Linked DNA regions of Cricetulus griseus: region 2 is linked to region 1. Evidence: chromatin contacts called from public Micro-C data. All regions are on one chromosome and are shown on one strand. Each heading gives the region's core, a stretch centred on a gene start, on an enhancer-like site or on the middle of the called end of the contact. The rest is flanking DNA. Distances are from core to core; before and after follow the strand shown. Region 1 holds the start of Tac4 (tachykinin-4). Region 2 holds the start of Nxph3 (neurexophilin-3).

What was found. Hi-C and Micro-C count contacts between places; a contact is called where the count stands out from the background.
Region 2: a Micro-C map of the CHO-K1 cell line shows a contact between it and region 1, with 6 times the contacts expected there. The contact joins the promoter of Nxph3 here to the promoter of Tac4 in region 1. A contact is called at or near these places in 3 of 8 Hi-C or Micro-C datasets (the CHO-K1 cell line and fibroblasts).

What each region holds. Positions count from the first base shown.
Region 1 is chr7:108,434,044-108,442,004 of CriGri-PICRH-1.0, reverse strand. It overlaps Tac4 (tachykinin-4), which reads right to left and starts at 3,666. Exons shown (of 6, transcript XM_035447809.1): 1 at 2,778-3,666. The coding sequence starts at 2,897.
Region 2 is chr7:108,682,112-108,690,072 of CriGri-PICRH-1.0, reverse strand. Nxph3 (neurexophilin-3) reads left to right here and starts at 4,283. Exons shown (of 2, transcript XM_027424271.2): 1 at 4,283-4,336; 2 at 6,844-7,548. The coding sequence starts at 4,283. The coding sequence ends at 7,548.

The DNA of each region.
Region 1 (7,961 bases), core at 2,417-4,916:
GGAATACACATAGTAAGTCTATCTCAAAAAGAACATGTGGCCGGGTATTGGTGGCACACACCTTTCGTGCCAGCTCTCAGGAGGCAATGGCAGGTGGATCTCTGCGAGGTGGAGGTCAGTGTGGTCTACAGAGCTAATCTGAGGACAGCCAGGGCAACACAGAAACCCTGTCTCAGAAAATGGGGGTGACCCCTGTTCATTTTACATATGTGGAAACTGAGGGAGCTAGTAACCTTAATCAACGTAATACAGGAGAAGCTGAAGCAGGGTTCAAAGGTCTTGAGAAATGTCAAAGACCATAAGTGACTGCCACTTAATATTGCAGGGCAACCAGGGCTAAATGGCTGTTCTCTTTTCTCTATTGTCCCAGACTTACCCTCCCCAGAGCTGGGCATCCTGGAAGGAGTCCCACATGGGGTCTGGGTGGAGCTATTGCCCCAGAAAAAAACATTTTTAGTCAGTCTAGCCCAGTTGGAAAATATCCTTCCCAACAGCTGTGGACCTGAGTTCTCTCTCCCCCACTCCCTCTATGACCTTGAATCTCTGGGGGAGCACCTATGACCATTTCTGAACTGAGACAAGTAGGAACCACCTTTTCCAACAAGGCTAAAGACAAGCCACAGCCTTGAGGCCATATGTTGGGAACTGGGGACAGCTCAGTGACTCAATTGGTGCAGGATCTCCAGAGGTTCACAGCTGGGAGTCAGGGAAGCCCCATGGGCTGTTTGGGTCTTGTGGAACCCTGTTTTCATGATGATTGTTCTCTAAGTCTTGGCCTAATTCAGCCTCCCAATCTGTTTCCTCCCTGAGCTGTCAGTGGCTGGGGCAGCTGTCGCCAGCTGGAGTCGCCCAGCCAAGCCAGAAACCAGAGAAAAGTCTCTTTGGAGATTTAGACCCATCTTTGAAAAGCTCAAGAAAACCACTTTGCCTTAATAAAGGGCATCCTCCAAGCACAAACTGGAAAGTGGTCTTTTATGAATTAAATAGAGCAGACCCTTCTATCCATCAGGGTTTTGCTAGGGGAGGGGAAACATTAGGACTATCCTATTTTACCCAGGAAACCCAGGGGTGACTGCAGGCAGGGCACCCTGGGAACTGGAGCAATGAGATCATCCCATTTGTAGTGACACTTAGCAAGCCGCAGAGTCAGTCTATCAGGACTTCTGGTCATCTAGCCTAGCCTCTGCTCTCCTTGGGAGGCTGAGAGGCACTAAGGGAGAGAGGAGGGGACAAGATTCACTCCTGTGGGATGAGCTAATTGACTGCAGGTGGGAACCAGAACTGCCAATGCCATGTGAAATTATGACACTTCCATGTGGCCATGCCCGTGTTGTCTCTGATCCAATAGGACTTTTTACACATTGCATGTTTGTCATTGACTTAAAAAGAAAACATCATAGCTGCAGAATGAGCAAGGGGTTATTTTCTCTCTCCTCCATCTTGCAGGGGAGGAACTGAGGTTGAGAGTAGCAGGAGTCAGTGGAGAAGCTGAGACTTGAACCCAGGTCTCCCAGGCCTGCTGTCCTCTCCCACTGCCCACATTTCTCTAGTCCAACTAGAGAGGACCCCTTAGCAGAGCTGTCTATGCATGGCTTTCCCTGTGGTCCCATTCTGAACCCTCCTTTTCTCTCTAGGCTGACCTTGAACTCCCTATGGAGTCAACAATGACCCTGATGGGCTGGAGAGATGGCTCAGAGGTTAAGAGCACCGACTGCTCTTCCAGAGGTCCTGAGTTCAATTCCCAGCAACCACATGGTGGCTCACAACCATCCCTTATGAGATCTGGTGCCCTCTTCTGGTGTGCAGATATACATGGAAGCAGAATGTTGTATGCATAATAAATAAATGAAATCTTAAAAAAAAAAAAAAAGAATGACCCTGAACTTCTGATCCTCCTGCCTCAACCTCCTGAGTGCTGGGACAACAGACATGCACCATCATGCAGTTTTATGTGGTGTTGGGGATTGAACCTGGGTCTCCATGTATACTAAGCAAGCCCTTTACCAACTGAGAAACATCCCTAGTCCCCCAATTCTGATGGCGTCCAGAAACCTCACATGGCTCAGCAACATAAACCAACATCAGCCAAGTGTCTCTTCCTGGGACTGTGGGGAGGAGACAGACTCCAGTTACTCTCCTGGTTCCCTGGTCAGGGATTGGAAGCTCTAAGGTCAGTGTCTCTACCTAGGTCAGAGGTATTGGATCTCAGGGTAGGCTGGGGAATTCAACTTTTAGATTTCTTTCCAGTGACAGTACCAGGGAGTTTAGTAGACACCACCATAGTCAAACACTAGTGCTCATCAGGAGACAAAAGTGTTGCTTTGTGTGAGACAAAACAGTGACCCTGCTCCAGTTGGTCCCTCAAAAAGAAGTTCCCGGGTGCTCAGATACAGAGTTAAAACTTAGCTAAGGTGGAAGCTGTACATCTTAGACAAGCTCCTTGCCCTCTGTAGTCATCTGTGAAATGGGGATAACAATGGTAGTTTCCCCATGAAGTTGAAACAAGTTACTGTTTATGATACAGTCCGTACAGTACAAGGAACGTAGTAGGTGTTAGCTAAGTGTTTCTATACACACAGCACACATTATTGCTCTCACATGTGCAAGTCAAATGTGCCTCTGCTGGCTGGACAGATCAGAGTTCATGGCCTTGACCCTCCCCACTCAGGGGAGTTGACCAGCCTGTCTTTCAGGGTTTGGGGTACACTCTGCTATTCTGGCATTCTCAGAAGGGATCTCCCAGCCCTCCACCACAGGTCATCATCTCAGAAAGGTACCTTCAGGTTCACGGTCACCCAGGACTCTGCTGCTGTGCCGAGTGTCAGTTGCTCTCTGTCTCCTGTTGTAGTGCACACTGATGGCCCAATCAGGAGCAACAGGGCAAGGAGGGGCAGCATGGTGAGCAAGAGCTGCTCTGTCCAGGGAGTCTGGGAAGCCCCTCTCAGCCTGATGCCGCCTCCTTCAGCAGTCTCCACTGGGCCACTCCAGTATGGGTGGGAAATCTACCCTTGTTCTCCAGGCCTTCCAGCTCCTCTGCTTCCTTCCTGTGGCTAATCCCATCTTTGAGCTACTTCACTAACAGTCGCTCTCCCTGGCTGATTGAGCCAATACCATCAAGAGCCTAGACCTCCTCATAGCCACCCCCAGCATTTGATCCCAAGGCTTAACACTGATGCAATACCAGCCTTACCCTTGGCTGAGTTCCCTCCTGTTACAGCTTGCCAGGGACAACCCCCAGGGGAGTATCTCTATTGTTGGGTCTGGGAAGAGAGCTATATGGTGCCCGTATGTCACTGCTGCTCAACCACTCCCATCCCATCTCTTCTCTTTCTGCACTCTCCCCATCACAGCCCCCATGTGTCCTTAGAACACACTGCTTGCCCTGGGAGGCGCCAGTTGTTAAAGAAGTGAGGCTTCTTGCAAGTGGAAACTGAGATTTGCTAGAAAATGACCTCTGACTCCAAATGTCAGCCATTGACCCTCAGTGATTTTCCACGATTGCCAAAATGGCATCCTAACACTGAACCACACTTATCCCCTCTGCTTGTAGCCCCTGTGCCTTCTTTCTACAAACTCTGTCACTCTTTCTACAAACTGCAAGCTCCTGAGTATGCTCAACCCCTGTCTGTTCAGATCCTCCCTCTCTTTGCCTGGCCATCCATCCAACCCTCCCTCTCTCCCTCCCTCCCTCCCTCCCTCCCCCTCCCTCCCTCCTCCCTCCCTCCCTCCCTCCCTCAGTCATCTGTCAGTCTAGAACAAGGGCCCTGTGTTCAGAGACCCAGGATCCATTTGAAGCATCATTGTTGAGTTTTGTGACCTCTGGCTATTACTTAACCCCTCTAAACCTCAGGACCCTCCTGGGTAACACAAGGCTGAGGATGCAACGAAATAATGCATATGGAGCATTCAGCACAGTGTGCAATGGTAAATATTTAATGTCTGTTAACTATTGTTATTGTTACTTTTGTTTTTTGAGATAAGAACTTCTCTGTGAGCCAGGTGTTAGTGATATACACCTTTAATCTCAGCACTTGGGAGGCAGAGGCAGAGGCAGGCAGATCTCTGTGAGTTCGAGGTCAGCTTGGTCTACAGAGAGAGTTCCAGAACAGGCTCCAAAGAAATACAGAGAAATCCTGTCTCGAAAAACAAAAAACAAAGTTTCTCTGTGTAGCTCTGGCTGCCCGGGAACTCCCTCTGTAGACCAGGTTGGCCTTGAAATCAGAGATCCACCTGCCTCTGCCTCCTGAGTGGTGATTAAAGGCGTGTGCCACCATGACCTGCTAACTATTATTATTACTATTATTGGGACTGGATGGGAAGATGAGCAAGGAAGACACTGTGCCTGAGATCATCACCAGAAATCTCTGATGAATGCAATGGGGGTTGTGAATGCCAGCACATGCTAAAATGCAGATTTCCTGGTTCAGGAAGTCACCCTGTCTTTTATTCAGTGCCCCAATGGGCAAGACACCCAGTACCTCCACCCTCTTGTTGGCTTTCTGTCATCTTCCTTAACAAATTCTTCCTTACAGGTACCACCTTTCTCCTCTTCATTTTACAGATGTGGAAACAGGCAGTCAGGCTTGATCTAAAGGAGCATCTTAGATACCAGTGCCGGGCTTATAGGCTAGCCTGGAAATCCCAGCACAGGCCTCTGGACCTGGGAGATGGCCTTCCTACTGCAGGCACAGTCAGATTGACTTTAGCCCATGGAGTGTTTCTGAGCCTCAGTTTCCCGGTCTGTAAACCTCCCAGGGTGGGACAATGAATGAATGTTGTTCATGAATGACTGGGTAAAGTGCTCGCAGGCTCAGCTCTGGTCTTGAGGCTCCCCACCTCGCTGGCGAAGGAACCACCATGCCTGGGGCAGGATGTGGTGGGCGCACAGTGTGGACGAGGCGGGAGGCATCGGGCAGATGAGAGGGCGGAGAGAAGAGAGAGAAAACCCCAAAGGTCCGGAAGGCCCAGAGGGGGGCAAGGCACCAGCTGGAAACCGCGGCTATTTGCAGCATTGCCCTAGGTTTGCGGTCAGGCTGGGGCTGGAAGGCCCGGCGACCGGGTTCGCAGCCCCGCCCCGGTGTCCTCGGCCACCCGGGCGAGGCCCTGGCCGATGAGTCCCCTTCGCTGCAATGTAGAGGCCCGGGAGGTTCTGGGCTGGGACCGAAGGAGGACAAGGCCACCGGAGGAGAAACGCGTGCGGGGACAGTAGGGAAAGACTCTCGGGAAAACGCAGTGTGGGTGCGGTAGGCGGGGCCCCGGCAGGTTGGGGTAGGCGGGGGCTTCGACAGGTTGGAACTCCCGCTCTACTCACGGAGGTCGGGCACACTCGAGCAGGCAGCGCCCTCCATCGGCCAAGCTGAGCTGCGCCCAGGACCGACCGAGCTGAGCAGTGCACCCTATCGGCTGAGGCCGGCAGCACCCCTCACCGACCGATGCCGGCTGGCTCAGGTCCGGAACAACCGAGTGTGGGCGGCCCGGTCCGGGGCGGCGCTCTGGCTGCGGGGCGGGTCGCGGCAGCGGTGAGGCTCGCTGGGCGCCGGGTGGGCGCGAAGGATTGCTAAAGGCTGCGGTTTGGCCAAGATCGCAGAGCCGAAAAGAAAAAGATGCAAGCGAGGACGGATGAAAAAAAAAAAAAAAAAAAAAAGGACGAGGAAGAAAAGGGAAACACTAGATCCCGCGGGCGAGCTGCGGGCAGGAAGCCGACGCTTCCAAGCGCCCACTCGGCCAGAGGAGGGGGGTCGTGGGCCCGTGGGCCGGCTCCAGGAGGCCAGGCGCCATGGGTGGCAGAGTCGGAACTCGAACCTGGATCTACGCTCGGCTCGAGTGTTCGTTCGCCTCCTGGAGCAAGGAACCGGAATGGGGGATGGCGGGATTGGGGGACTCGGCTGCCGAGAAGATGCGCTGTGGGTCTGGGGACGCCACTGGACCCAGCTTCCGTCCTTCCTACGCCCTTCCAGCGCCCCCACGTGGAAGCTTCCGACCGACTCACCGCCCCTCCTAGACCGCCGTGTGCAGACGTGTCGGGAGCTGCATACTGGCCTCTGATGACATGTTCTTTGCACAGAGGGACAATGGGTTCCTTCCATTGATGACGGGGAATAAAGTGGCTCAGGTTACCCCGGAGTCCAGACCTGGGGAACATCAACAAATATAAACCCTGTGCTTGGAGCTCTCCGTTGCAACAGCCTGAACACACCCCTTTCCCTTCACCCCTTACTGCTCCTTTTCATTGATGATGGATTTACTTTATACAGCAGGGCATCTGCAGAAAAGCAGGCACACTGGGCAGACCTCTCCATCTCTGTTCACACTGAGAGATGGAGCAGAGCCCTGGCCCTTCTGCCAGACGTGGGGTGGGCATAGACATTTGCTTACATTTGGAGGATTTAACCCAAATCTCTCATGTTCTTGCCATCTCTAGTCCTGTTAGGCTGTCGGCCTCCGCCTTCCCCCATCTCTGGAAGGGTCTAGAAAATGCTTGATGTGTTGCCAAATCTACTGCTTGCAGATCAGAATTTTGTTGTTTTGTTTTGTTTTTAGTTCTTTTAACCTTTTGTTTTATGTGTATGGGTGCTTTTGTGCACTAGACGCAGTCTCTGCCCGCGGAGGCCAGAAGAGGGCGTTGTGAGCCACAATATGAATTCCGGAAATGGAACCGGGATACTTTGGAAGAACAAGAAGTGTGCTCTTCACTGAGTCATCTCTCGAGCCTTCAGATCAGAATTTTGAGAAGAATCACGAGGGGGAGTCCCTGTTCTCCACCAGCCCTTCCCTCACCATCAAAGACACAGGCTCAGGGTTGCAGGAACCTGGGGCCTTCCCTTGGCTCCTTTCCTTTTCTCTCACCTCTGCGGGGCCTCCTGACACACATCCCTTTAAAGTCAGGCAGCAGCAGGAAAAAGGAGCACAGGGTGGGTGTAAACCGAGAGAATCAGAGTAGAGTGTTCAGGTTCAAGTTACAGCCTGGTCACTTAACCATGGGTGGCTGGCTACCTTAGATAAGCTACCTAACAGTTTTGAACGTCCCTTGCTGAGGCTAAAAAGATAACACAAGAACTTTGTGCAGCATTTGTTTAGCTCGCTGACAGCATATAATAAACGGCAGCAATTACTGCTGTTAATAATATAATTAAACGACAACATCCATCTACATTCCCTGGGAAAGCCCAGATTAAGGAAAGTCATCGGGGCATTCCCTGAAGTTTCGCCATCCGGTTGCTTCTTAAGGATGACAACTAGGTGCCTGCCATCACATTGGGTCTCCCTGTGTGAAGTCTCTTCTTAGACAAAATTCAGCACTCTAGATCTTAAAGAGTGGGCCCAGGGAGCGGTGTAAGGAGTTCTAGGTTCTAGTACTGCCCCTTGCCTCAAGGGGAACCCAGGAACCTCTCTGAAGTGCTCATCTCTCTCGGTGCCTGCCAGCCTTAAACCTTCTAGTCTGACCCCATTAGTGAGGCAGGGACGCTCTGTTTAAAGTCTGCCCTCTTCCTGGAGCCTGGTCTAAGTGCTAGAGGAGAACGAACTGCTAATTGAAAATGTTTATAATGCATTGCCTCTGGTCTACCGAATGGAGCCTCCGGTTCCCACTGTCTGCAGAACAGCTTGTCGCTCTTGTCTAAATAGACTCTGCTGTGGAAACAGTGCCTTGGAGTGGGAACCTGGCTGGCTGGAGTCAAGAGGGGCCTGGAGCTAACCTTGCAGGACATACTTTGTCTTGCTTCCCCTGACCACTACCTGGACACCTAAGCCACCACAACTGGGGGGTATAGCTAGAGATGAGGGGCTCCCATGCCCTCCTGGGTCCTTCCTGAATCTGTTCAACTCTTCTATGGTCTGAGGTGAACCTGGGACAGATGGGCAGAGCTGGGGGTTGGGGGAGAATTCCAAGCCATTTCTGGCCTGTTGTGTGAACACTTAGGACTGGGACAGAGGTAGCTATGGAAGTTAAAGTCAAGATGCTC
Region 2 (7,961 bases), core at 3,034-5,533, 250 kb before region 1:
GTCAGTGGTCAGCCTTCCCACTTGGAGCAGACAGACTTCCGATGCCCCTTCCCTTCCCAGAATTCCTTTGTCTTTTGTGCTGTGGGTAATCCCTCCTTTCCAGCATTTCACATAGCAGAGTTTTTCCTTTCTTTCTTTCCTTTTAGACAGGGTTTTACTGCATAGACCAGGCTGGCCTCAAACTCAGGGATCAGCCTGCCTCGCCCTCTCAAGTGCTGGGATCAAAGGCGTACACCATAACACCCAGTCTTCCTTCCTATTTGAGATATGGTCTCAGGTAGCCAGCGCTGGCTTCAAAATCACTATGTAGGGGTTGGAGAGATGGCTCAGTGGCTAAGAACAACTACTGAGTTAGGCGGGGTAGCATCTGCCTTTAACTCCTTGGAGAAGACAAGGATCTTGGAAGGTTTGAGCCTAGTCTCATCTACATAGCCAGATACAGGTCAGCCACAGCTACATTGTGAGACCTTAGTTTTTCGTTTGTTTGTTTGTTTTGTTTTTTAAAGCACTAGAGACGGAGGCAGGCAGATCTCTGTGAGTTCAAGACCAGCCAGGTCTACAGAGCAAGTTCCAGGACAGGTTCCAAAGGACACAGAGAAACCATCTCAAAAAACAAACAAAACACTGGCTGCTCTTCCAGAGTACTCCAGTTCAATTCCTGTCACCCACACAGCAGCTTACAACTGTCTGTAACTCCAGTTCCAGGGATCTAATGCCCCCTTCTGCCCTCTACAGGCACCAGACAAACAGGTAGTGCACAGACATGCATGCAGGCAAATGTGAACAACAACAACAACAAAGTCAAAATCACTATGTAGCTGAGGGTAGCCTTAAACATCTGATCCTCCTGCCTCCACCTCCCAAGTGCTGGAATTAACAGGTGTGTGCCACCATGCCTTGTTTATGGGGTGCTAGAGATGGAACCCAGAGTTTTATGTATATTAGGCAAGCACTCTACCAACAGAGTTCCATCCATATTTTTAGAGTGATAGAGGCCACTTTACTCTGTGTCCCCTGGTTGGGGGTTAAGGGCTTGTAAAAGTATACAGTACTGGGTTCCTATTCCCCCGATGAGGAAACTTGGGGCCTGCATGGAGGCCTTCGCTCTCACCCTTCTCACTCAGGTGAGAGAGTGAGCCTCGCGGCCCACTTTGCTCCTGATTGCCTACTCTGCCCATGAACACCTGGGAATTTTCTTCCTTTGCCTACTTTTTAAATGTCAGACTTCCAGGGACTCCTCCTCCTGTGCCTACAACGTCTCCAGCACCCTTCACACCCCAGGACAGACTTTCTGGTGCCCTTTGATGACCAACAGCAGCACAGAGATATGTATGTCATGGCCAGAGCTGAATTCCTCCAAGTCATCCTGCTCTGTCCACCAGGGTACCCCCCCCCGCCACCTGCACCCCCACCCCGTCCAGCTGCCTGGCACCCTCATCGCTGTCCCTGCATCGGGCACCCCAGCAACAGCCAAATCCTGGCTGGTTTTGTTTTCCAGGTTTGCCAGCTGATGTCTTCAGGCCCCCAACCCTGATCTTCTAATTGCTTCCCCTCCCCCTCCTCTTTCTAGTGAATTCAACAAAAGCTATCCAAAAAACAAGCTGGACTGTAATCAGTCCCTCAAAACCCTTCCAAGGCTCCCCACAAACATGGATCCGGACCCCTTCACTGACATGTAAGCCCGTTATGGCTGATCCCTGCCTCTGATCTTCTCCTGGAGGAGGCACTCCCAGGACAACAAGCTGCTTTCATTCCTAGCTTTCTGTACCCCCTGCCAGGAATGCCCTTGACAGACCTACTCCTCCTGACCTCCTAGACTTGACTGCCCTCAGAGAGTCAGCCCTGACCTTCCTCCTGCCCCTCCCCCACCTTTCCTGGTGCACCCTCAAGGCTTTATGGGGACTGTGTCATTGCACTCACTGCAGTGAGTTATAATGATCGATTTCCACACACAGGGCCAGGAGATCCTTGAGGGCAGGGATGGTGTCCCATTCATCTCTGCAGCCGAGGCTCTGGCCTGGTGCCTGGTACCGAGGACAGGCCCCACCAGTGGCTGATGGATGAAGGCAAAGAAAAAAGTGGAAGCAAGTGGGAGCCAGGAGTGTCCAAAAGGGGAGTGAGGGCAAGCCTGGCTGGAAGAACAGAGCAGCAAATGTGTGGGCAGTGCAAAAGCTAACCCTTCCATTTACTGCACTCCCACGATGTCCGCTAGCCATGGTGCTTGCACTGGGTTTACACATTGTGTCTTCTCTCCTTCTCTAAATGACAGATCTGAAAACTGACATCAGAGGATGGAAGTAACCTATCCAAGGTCACACAGTGTGTAGGGGTCTGGAGTGGAGTCTAAGACCGTCAGGCCTGAAAACAGCAGTCCTGCTGCTGGGCCACACTGCTGTCCTGGAGGCAGAACTTGGAATGGGCAAGGAGCGAGCCCAGCTACACCTCTGCCTAGCTGAGAGTAGGAACTAGCTGCCCACGCTCAGACTGACAACATCTTTCTCCCAGCTGGACCAGAGGCTCCAAGGCCACACAAAAATTTACCTGCTTCTTCCCCCCATCCCGCCCCCGGCTTTGGGAATCTTACACACACACACACACACACACACACACACACACACACACACACACACACACACACACAGAGGAAAGGCCCAGGGCACCTAGGAGACTCATCCAGAGTACCTCCTTCTGCAGTCTCTCCCTCTTTGCACTTGGCCCAGGCTGATATTAAGATTCATCTGCATTCCTAGCACAACGCCTGGCAGATGGTGGGGGAGGAGGCTGGGTGTGAGCTGGGGGCTGCAGTCAGAGACCACACTGGATCTCCGAGGGGCCCCAGGAGAGAGTGGGGAGAGCCCACCAATGGCCCAGCATAGGCTGGGACCACTCCAAATGCCTCCAGTGGGTCGGAGGATGCGACCTTTTATTTTTCTCAAGACTAAATGAGTTCCAGAGAGCTAGGAAAGAGGTCCATCCATTAAGAGTGGGAGTGATGGAAGAAGGGTGGTCCTGCACCTTTGGGCATCTCTTGTCTAGGTCAGTCCTTCTTGCCCTGGAGATCTGAAGGGACCAGAGCAACCTGGGACCCCACTGGGGTGAGACCCTATTTAGCCTGGTGAGCACCTGTGTCGTAAAGAAGAGGGAGGGAAGAATGGAAGGACAGCCTCTGAGAGGTCTTGTCCATCCCATCATCCCTCCTCTGTTTCTCAGGAGGCAAACCCTTACTCCAACCCCAGAATCCAGCCTGGTCCCTAGTGGTCTCTTCAGGCCAGCGCCTCAACCAAAAGCTTCATAGTGATTGCTCTGAGGAAGAAAATGAACGGCCTTGCTAAGAAAAGGGGTGCGAGCTAGACACTTAGAAGAACTTCCTTCAGCACCCTCAAGTCTTGCAGGAACCAGCAGCTGTGATCCGCTGTTGATATCCTTGCACCCTTAAAAGGGTTTGGGCAGAATTGTCTTTCCAAATTCTAGGACTCCTAGGGGTAGGTGTAGGTAGGGCGACAGATCCCCGATGCCCGCTACAGAAAATAAGGCGCGCTGCCAGGAGGGCGAAAAAGCTGGTGTCCCCATCGGCGGTCTTCCAGCCTCTCGCCTCCTCTCCCAGAGCGAGCTCCTCCGCCCACCTTCTGTCCCCTACGCTGGAAAGTCGGCGTCCCAGGTCCCCATGCTGCGGGCCGGCAGGGGAGGAGTTAACTCCGGAGGTACCGACTGGGCTCACGGTACCTGCCGCTGCCGCCGCCGCCGCCAGTGGGAGGGACGAGGAAGCGGGAGCCGCCTGGGCGCCAGGAGCGCTCCAGTCTGGCGGGGGCAGCGCGGGGAGCGGGCGGCCGCGGCTCGCTTGGCCCGGGCGTCCGCCAGGGGGCGCGCCGCGACGGGGCGGGAGGGGCCGTCTGGTCTGGGGAATTAGCACCGGGGACGGGCGCGCGCGCAGGTCCCCCAGCACATCTGGGCGAGAGCCGAGCCTCTGGAAGCGAGTGGGGCGCCGAGCGCCTGTCTGGAGAGGCGCAGCCACCGCGCAGCCGGAGCCCCTTCGAGACGCTCCGGGCTCACATCTGGCACCGGGAGACGGGACCGCGCGGCGCGCAGCTGGACGCGGGGAGGGGGCGGCGGCTACACAGCTGGACCGAAGGGGGCGGGGTCGGTCCCAGCGACGGGCTGAGGGGAGGGCCGCGAACCACCGGGGACGGGAGCATGGGACAGCGCGCCTGAAGGAGCAGTCCAGGGAAGAGGGGGACTGGGACCCCGAAAGGAAAAGAGAGACGGGTGAGAGCGGAGGAGGAAGATGCAACTGACCCGCTGCTGCTTCGTGTTCCTAGTGCAGGGCAGCCTCTATCTGGTGAGTGGTCCGCGGGGAGCGGCGCAGGGCGGGGGCCAGAGGATGGGGAGAGCGCGGGAAGCCGCGGAGCCCTGAAACTTTCTCCCTCCCCCCTCCCCTGACATCCCAGGGATGCGGGCGGGCGAAAGCTGGAGGCTGGGGGAGAGGGCGGGTCCGAGGCCGGAGGCCGGACAGGAAGGGTTAATAGGGGCGGGGAGGAGGGTGTTTGGCTGGCCCACCCACTCCGCGGCTGATGGCGGGAGGTGCGAGTGACACTAGGGAAAAGGCCCCTCGGAGCTGAGTCGCCAAGGATTACCCGACCTCTCGCAGCATCCCAGGACGCGCGGAACGGGGGTGGGGCAGCTGACCTGCCGGGTCAGGGGACGCAGGCTTCTCCTCTGACCTCTGGGGCCCAGAGAACCCCAAACTGTGGGCCCTGGCGCGCAAAGCCCGGGCGGACTGGGGGCGGCCTCCGCGTCCCTTCCTCCCGCCGTCCCTCCCGCTCCCTCCCTCCTCGCCTGTTGTTTTCCTCGCCTCTCCCGGCTGCGCGCAGCCCGAGCCCCACAGGACCTGGGCAGGCGGCTCCCGCCCCAGGCGCTCATAGCAGCTGAGCTGAGCGCCCAGAGCCCGCTCCCCCGCGGCCCAGGATGCCCTGGAACCCCACCCGGACCCTAGCCCAGAGCTTAACTCCCCCGCCACCCTAGCCCGCCGCCCTACATCTGTCTCCGACCCCAATCCTGTCCTGGAGAAGCCTCAGCACCACTGGAACTGCCCCCTTCCTCAAAACAATTCCCATTGACAGCAACCCTCCCACCCCCAGTCCGCTGTTGGAGAGGAAGCCTTCCCTGCTTGGCCCTTACCTGTGGCCCTGATCACTACTGAGCTATTGACTATCTCAACCATTCAATTAAACCCTAGAGCCAGCTCCGAACAAGTGGGCAACCTTGAACCCAGCCCTAGGAGCCTCCCTGCCTGCCTATCCTGACCCGGGGGACACTGGGAACCTGGAAAGCAGGGCCAGCCTTAGCCGTGGGACAGATACTGGGTTGGTCACAGCACACAGGCATAGGCACAGCCAAGACCAGAGCAAGAGACATAAAGACTAAACCCTTTTGGAACCTCCCATCCCAGCTCCTCAGGAATCCCTCGGCCCCACCCATGTCATCATCGATCCAGATGTTGCAGTTAAGCTGGTGTCTCCTCGCTGGTGACATAGACACACCGATGAGAACTCGGTCCCAGAAACTGAGCAAACACATCCAGACCATTGAGTCTAGGGAGTTAGGTAACCTCCCCTGCTGGCTTGTTCCACCCTTCTCCAGGAAGCCTCCCCAAGGTGTGGCCTGTCACCATAGCTGAGCCTGCTGAGGCGAGAAAACCCTGGCAGAGTTTGACAGGACATCCAGGTGGAAACAGGGCTTCAGTAAAAGTCTTTTGCAAAGGTACATCTGGTCTGTGCCTCGTGATGGGACACTTGTGGCCTATGTCTTTTGGTGATGTAACCTGAATATCCTGATGTCCTCACCTGTGAAATGGGACTCACAAGAACTGGTCCCTCATCATGCAAGTGCTGTCTTGGCATGTCATCACCAGTGTTCCCCAGAGAAGGGTTTTGCTTCCTCGAGCTGGCCATCCTGGGTGTGGCATTCACACCTGGGTCTCCTAGCTTTAGCAAAACCTGAAACAAACTGGTACCTGCCCAGGACTGTCACTGTTTCTGGATTCTTATTTTGTGGTGTTTGACTTTGAAGCCAGCAGTTATCCTAGGCTAGGAATGGTGTCTCAGCCAGAAGACTAAAATGTCTTAAACGGCATGAGATGTAGGTGTGCTGGCACAAGGGAGTTCCTAAGGCAGGCATCAGGCTCCCCAAATAACTTGCAACTCCCCAACTCCAGGTTAAGGAGTGCTGGAGGACAGAAATGGTGCCTCCCTGGCGTCTTGGCCATATCAAGGGTAGGGATTCTACCTGGCCTTCACACTGAGAGCTTCTGCAAGGTCACAAGCTGAGCCCTGGATGGGAGATGGTGGCACAGGCCTTTAATCCCAGCATTTGGAAGGGAGAGGCAGGCGGATCTCAGTGAGTTCAAGGCCAGCCCAATCTACAAAGTGAGTTCCAGGACAGCCAGGACTGTTACACAGAGAAACCCTGTAGTCGAAAAACAACAAACAAACAAACATAAAAAGCTGAGCCCTTCCTACCTGACTGGGGCTTATCTGGAGAAGAGACCTGTGTCTCTGATACCCTAATCCATGAAGGGGAGACACTTCCTGACCATCCTAGGTTTTGAATAGCATCCAGAGGCAGGGCAGAAAAGAAAGGACATGAAGTGACTGATGTATTAGAACATGAGAGTGGGTCTTGAGAGAGCCAGTGTGTACTCCGAGTACACCACAAGGGAACAAGCAGGTGCCCCCCTTAGCCAGGGGCAGAGAACATAAAGATGGTGATAGGGATGTAGGTCAGATCTCAAATCTCCTGGGTCCTCTGGGGACAAAGCTCTAATTCTTTTTCCAAATCCCTCCATAGGTTATCTGTGGCCAAGATGATGGCCCCCCTGGCTCAGAGGACCCTGAGCATGACGACCACGAGGGCCAGCCTCGGCCTAGGGTGCCTAGGAAGCGAGGTCACATCTCACCTAAGTCCCGCCCCTTGGCCAACTCCACCCTCCTAGGGCTGCTGGCCCCACCCGGGGAGGCTTGGGGTGTCCTTGGGCAGCCCCCCAACCGCCCCAAGCAAAGCTCCCTACCCTCGACCAAGGTGAAAAAAATATTTGGATGGGGTGATTTCTACTCCAACATCAAGACAGTGGCTCTGAACCTGCTGGTCACAGGGAAGATCGTGGACCACGGCAACGGGACCTTCAGCGTCCACTTCCGTCACAACGCCACAGGCCAGGGTAACATCTCCATCAGCCTTGTACCCCCCAGCAAAGCTGTAGAGTTCCACCAGGAACAGCAAATCTTCATCGAAGCCAAGGCCTCCAAAATCTTCAACTGCCGGATGGAGTGGGAGAAGGTAGAACGAGGCCGCCGGACCTCGCTCTGTACCCATGACCCAGCCAAGATCTGTTCTCGAGACCACGCTCAGAGCTCAGCCACCTGGAGCTGCTCCCAGCCCTTCAAAGTCGTGTGTGTCTACATTGCTTTCTACAGCACGGACTATAGACTGGTGCAGAAGGTGTGCCCAGATTACAACTACCACAGCGATACCCCCTACTACCCATCTGGGTGACCTAGATGGGCCACACAGGCCTGTGCAGGAGGCCAGCTGTCTGGACACTGGGCAGGGAAGGGATGGGTCTCAGGAAGGGAGGGGGTGGAGAGGGCAAGAGGCCAGATGGGCCAGGGCCAGGCCTCAGGTGTTGGGGAAGGGTTCCCAGGGCTGGCCCCAACCTGGGGTGAGATTGTACTTGTTAAGGAGGAGGAGTAGGCCCTGGACGGGCTTACAGAGCTTTCCCTCTGGTCCAAAGCTGATGCTGGACTCTGAGGCCTCTGGGCAGGCAAGCCAGGTGGCCCCAGATCAAGCCACGGAGAAGGCCTTAACCCTTGGCTCTCTCCTTGTCATTCAGAAAGAGGGCAGCGGTCAACAAAGGGGCTTCCGGCTGTGTAGGCCAGGCAGACAGCTTAGGACAGATTGGCTCAGTG